Regions from separate parts of the Gossypium hirsutum genome. Here region 2 is linked to region 1. A link is a contact called in public Hi-C data. All regions are on one chromosome and are shown on one strand. The core of a region is the stretch at or near the end of the contact, and the rest is flanking DNA. Distances in the headings are between cores, read along the strand shown. Region 1 holds the start of LOC107948516 (F-box protein At5g06550). Region 2 holds the start of LOC107948474 (serine/arginine-rich SC35-like splicing factor SCL33).

What was found. A called contact is a pair of places that touch in the nucleus more often than the background predicts.
Region 2: a contact with region 1 is called in a Hi-C map of leaf, with 2.5 times the contacts expected there. The contact joins the promoter of LOC107948474 here to the promoter of LOC107948516 in region 1. A contact is called at or near these places in 2 of 34 Hi-C or Micro-C datasets (both in leaf).

The regions. Positions count from the first base shown.
Region 1 is chrA04:19,922,378-19,925,201 of Gossypium_hirsutum_v2.1, forward strand. LOC107948516 (F-box protein At5g06550) reads right to left here and starts at 1,472. Exons shown (of 3, transcript XM_016883097.2): 1 at 962-1,472; 2 at 89-959. The coding sequence starts at 1,388.
Region 2 is chrA04:20,863,705-20,866,528 of Gossypium_hirsutum_v2.1, forward strand. LOC107948474 (serine/arginine-rich SC35-like splicing factor SCL33) reads left to right here and starts at 1,381. Exons shown (of 6, transcript XM_016883032.2): 1 at 1,381-1,720; 2 at 2,138-2,289; 3 at 2,595-2,672. The coding sequence starts at 2,138.

The sequences.
Region 1 (2,824 bases), core at 222-2,721:
TCAAAACTGAACTCAAGAGACTGTAGTTAGTGAGTCTTCCATAAACCATAGAAAAAACTAGAACGAAAGAGTAAAAAAGAAGACATACCTGCTAACATAGTTCTGTGTAATGGCAACAGATTCTTCGAGGTTAATCACTAGATGCCACCATCCATTTGGCACAAAGATCACTTCTCCAGCCTTACAAATACACTCAATAGGTCTCTTTTTCCAATCCTTTGTTGCATCATAAAAATTCATGAACCACTCAATTACAGAAACAGGACATGCCACTTCTGCTCCATCTGGGCTCGGGTGCACCCCAGGTGGAACCACATCAGGTGGGAATAAAATCCATTTCTTAGATCCTCTAATCACCGCATTCCAGGCAGATGTTGAATTAGGATCAATATGGAAGGATGACCCAGACCCGGCTGGTCCAATTATAATCCACCTATAATCTGGCCTCCGATTACCCAAAACGCTAAACAAATCCTCTCTGAAGTACACTGGAACATCGTACTCTGAGCCTAAAGTTGGAATTTTTTCTGCAAATTTTGGATCAAATAAGTACAATGGCCTCTCTTCTTTTACTTGATCTGCATAGCTAAAATAATCATCTAGCCTCATCTTAACTGGTCCAACTGCAAACTGAGCATCGCCACATAAATTAACCAAATAATCTCTATCCCACTTTCCCAATGCATCCCAATTATCCATGCACCCTTCCAACAAAACCGGCTTATTAGGTTCTTCGAAGTTTGTCACAAAATCATCAACACTAATCCCTCTTTTTCGAATTATATTATCTCTTTCAAGCCATTCAGGTTTCATTTCAAGATTAGCACACAGCCAACTCTGAAACAAATAGTCAGAATAAAAATCCCTTACTCTCAAACCCGAAGAACGGGCACTCCTTGAAACATCAAATGAAGGATGAAATGTAGATATGTAAGTAACTTTCCATGACCGATTATAAAAAATCGTCCTTTCAGGTTATCCAATACAAGATTCCTCCAAAGGGGTTCATGGCTAGTGAAAACATAAAATGATTTGCTAACAGTAGCTAAAACACCTAACTGGGTACCTTCCAAAAGGCCTAAAATCTCAAGAACAAGCTCGTCAGACAGGATTTGGAGATTACCTAAGCCGATGTTTCTTGAGTTGAGAGCGCCTGGGTTGAAGTAAAGGTTTCCCAACGGTTGAACCCAATGAGAATGAGAAGGAGCTGAGGATTTGAGGTTGAATCCTACTTCTTCTTCATTATCTTCGAGATGCATGTTTTTGGGAATGAAATCTCGTGTTCTAGAAACATTTTTGTGAGTTTTCAATTTAGTTTTGTTTTTGGGTTTGTTCTTAGTTTTTCTTTTTATGGTTTGAGACAGTAAGCTTCCCCTACAACTTAGCATGTTTCAGGGTTTTTGCTCTAAGGGCTTTGCTTTGTTAGGGTTTTGCACTTTTGCTGCGGTTTCTTTCCGCCCTGGAAATAAAGTAAATCTGAGTATTTTTTATTTCAGAAATTTCCTTTAGGGACTTAAAGCCCATCCAAGTTTCTGCTCAAGACTCCGAAAGTAGTCGGCCCAAAATTTTCTTCAATTATCTGTAAAGTAAAGGGTTTTCCGCCCAATTTTGTAAAGCTTGGAGGTGAAGATAGAGATATCGACCACAACCTCCCTCCAAATTTTTCAATGGAGTAGGTAGCACTGTTTCGGAAACCAAGGAAAATTCGATTATGAGACCAAAAAAACAGAATTTTAAAAGGGTTTATTATTTGAAAACCAATGAAGTAAATTTTGGATGAGAAATTGTTGAAAAAAGATTAAATTATATAATTAAAAAGTATGAGGATTAAAGTGTAAAGTGGCCAATTTGCTTAGTTATGGATTGATTTCGTTTTGTAAATAAAGTTGGCATGGGACATGTATTAGTACAAAGAAAAAATGATTTTTGGATTAAATTGAATAAAACAAAAAGTACACGGATTAAATTGTACTTTTCCCTTTTTGTCGGGACATGGTATTAAGGAATATATTTAAATTATGATTTTTAAATTGGGTAAGTGCTTATTGTTGTGAAGAAATTGTACAAAAAGGCAAAACGATAATTTTTCCATAAAGGGTATTTGGGTCATTTTCCAACATTTTATGATGAAAATATTATTTTGATGATATAGTTGATGTATGAAATTAATATGGACCTTCATAATAATATGAGAAGATTTAAAGCGCTAAGTGTCGTATTCGTTATTAATTAAAGAGAAGTTATAAGAGAAATAGGTTAAAGTGCAGGTTCTCCATTGAAGGATATTTTGGGACTTTTCATCAGTTTTTTAATAAAAATTTTAGAATCTATTTAAATTGTATTATTATCCGAAAAGATATTGTTGATAGATTTTGGATTTTTCATTCATTAATCAAGGTAGATCACTCATTTTAAAATTAGTTTGACGGTAGAATAGTTTTAATTGAATAAAGAAAAGATAAGATGGAGAAAGCCTCCACCTTTCTCCTTGGTGCCGTTTACCATGTTTGGAGAAGAAAAAAATCTCTCCTTTCTTTTTTTTTTCTCTCTTTTCTCAAATCTCTTTTAAGAATTTCCACAACCCAAGTTACTTTCTTTCAAGAATCTTGTATAAAAACCATTTTTAAGCTTGAAAAGCTTGAGCTAGTGTGAGAATGTGAAGAATAAGATAAGAAAAAAATATTTTTATCATCTCTAATATGAACATTCAAGGTTATTATACATTAGTTCTTCATGAACATGATTTCTAGTATTATGTGTAATAAGTGTTGTTGGAGAAGAAAGAGTTGACTTGTGGATGTTGGAACTTTAACTAAGTAAAGGG
Region 2 (2,824 bases), core at 131-2,630, 940 kb after region 1:
AATATTGTTAAAATTAACAGTTTCCAATTTGCATTAAACATTTTTATAGACTCGTATGAATTGTGAAAATTAATCAATTTTTATTTTGTTTTAGAAATTAACAATTTTCAATTTGGTTTTTGGTTTAGTCTCTTTAATTAGTGCCCTCATCCATATGAGAAACAAAGATTGAGGCTTAGCAAAAGGATTTGTTTAGAAACCAGACATGTTAAGTTTTGGTTCCAACAGCCAACGAGAGGCGATGACTAAGGTTTCATTTGGGGAAGAACAGGATGAAGAAGGAAAAAAGGGAAAAGAAAAAAAAGATGGAAATAAAATAAATACAAAAGACACGCAAGTCATTTCTTAATAATATTAATTACAACTTTGTAAATTTTGAAAGTTGAGTAACTAAAATATAAATTTAATCAAAGTTTAGTGATAATTAGTGTACTTTATTCATTATTTTATTGTGTTTGAACCGTATTTGAAATTAAATATTTATTAATATCAACATAATAATAACATACCATAACACAACAATAATAATAAATGTGGAAATAAGAATATTTCACATTGAAATCAATTGTAATTTTTTTATTATAATTTGATTTGTTATATTCCATGATATTAATTATTTAATATTAAATTTTAATATTTTTAGTATAATTTAAGATTATATATATTCCACGAATTATAATATTAACAAGTTCAAACATCATTTAAACACTTTTTTTTACAACATAATATTTAAAATAAACATTTTATCTTTTCAAAAAATAATTTTCAATCTTAATTTTCAAAAAGTCTTTTTCAACTTCATTGATAATCTAATCTCGAATAGAATGGCTAAGAGTGTCATTGAAACTAGGTTCTTGTTAGTTGGCCATGAACTTCTATTATACTGTTATAAAAAAAAGGAGTTAATGTAATTTTAGATCTCTAAACTTGATAACTAGGTTTATATTAGTACTTGCACCGTTTTGGTCCACTTTGTAACTAAATTTGGATTACGTAGAAGTATGGTGATTTATCATCATGAGATTGTGTCATATCATAACTTAAAAAATTTTAAAAATATATAGTTTGAAAATAAAAGAATAATTTTTTTAAAAAAAATTTAAGTGATAACATGGTACAATCTTAAAGTATTACATTATCATACTTTTACAAAATCAAAGTTTAAAAAAAAATTAAATCTAATTATCAAGTTCGAATATTGAAATGATCAAAAGAAAATAAAAATATGAAATTGGACTTAATTATCAAGAATCTATAAAACATACGGAATTATAAACATATAAATAAAAATAAGTAAGTATACATCCCACCAACTTCATCTGATTGGATTCCAAAAAATGCCATCCTCGATATCAGGCATGTTCTTCTACCAAATTAAACCTAATTATAAAATGTATGTATATTATATACATGATTTAAGCAGGCCTTAGAAAAAAAAGGCCTTTAGGCCTCGGCTAAATTGTCGTTGAATCAAAGATTCATGATAGACCCGATCAAACTAACTTAAATGGCGTCCGACCGTTGATTTTCTTTTTTGAATACACGTGGGCGGTTTGTGTTGCAGGGAGAGAGGCCTCAGAAAGTAACTGGAAGCTTCTGGAGTTCCAATTTAGAAGGTCGGTGAAAATCTAAAGTACCCCGTGATTAACAACCAAACGCCAAAGGAAAGAGAAAAGCATCAAAGAAGGTTGGGATTTTCTTCGTCTGCGATTTCGTAGCTGTATGTTCTTAATTCATTCTACGTCTTTTTTTTCTTTTTCTTTTTTTGTATCATCTTCTTTCATTTTTTTCGTAAATCTCTTGGTGAAGGCTTTGTTTTCTTTTGCATGTATTTTGTAATTTATGTTCCTTGTAGTTCCCAGATATTTTTATTTTTAATTTCTATTTTATAGAAATATTTTATTGGGAGAAAAGTTAGGTTGGGACTGGGATTGATTCTAAGTTCAAGAGAAAACAGGATTTTGGTAATTTCAGGCTCCTTTTAATCGTTTCTTTTGTTTTTTATTGCACTGTGCATGGAATCGCCCGGTTTCTCTCTTTTGTTCTTTTTACTTTGAATTCCATGCTCGAAAATTTTCCAGTTTAATCTTGGTTAAAAGCAATTCTGTGAGTATTAAATGCCTTAGGTTTGTTGCAGATGCGGGGTAGAAGTTACAGTTACAGTCCCTCGCCACCAAGGGATTATGGAAGGAGGCGACATCGTAGCCCTAGCCCTAGGGGTCGCTATGGAGGTCGTGGTAGAGATCTCCCCACCAGTCTTCTGGTTCGGAACCTTCGCCATGACTGCAGGTTTGTACCATCCCCTCGTATTTATCGGCGTCAGACTGTCAATTTCCTCAAATCCAATATCCTAATGCTCTCATGGTTTTGTTTTAAAATAAATTCTAGGGATAAGTAAGAGCGAAGGTTTTTGAGGAGAACTAAAGGTGTTACATTTATGCTGTGATTTGTTTTCCTTGCTCACCAATCCAAACCTAGTGTACATCTTTGTTCTTTTGTTTAAAATAAACATGATCGTCTTGATACAAGTAAAAATTTTTAGTCTCATCAAACTTTTCTTGTAGAGCCAATTTCTAATTATGTCTCATTTGCAGGCCAGAAGATCTGCGTGGACCTTTTGGGCAATTTGGTCGCCTCAAGGATGTCTACCTGCCTCGGGATTATTATACTGGGTAAGTATAATCCTTATAGGTAACTGACAAATGGTAAAGCAGTGTGTATTTGTGTCTGATGGTGTCAACTTGTGTGTCTTCATCCTGTCTCATATGAGTGTTTGGGTGATGGGGTTGTTTCTTTATTATGTCCATTGGTTTATGGGAATTTG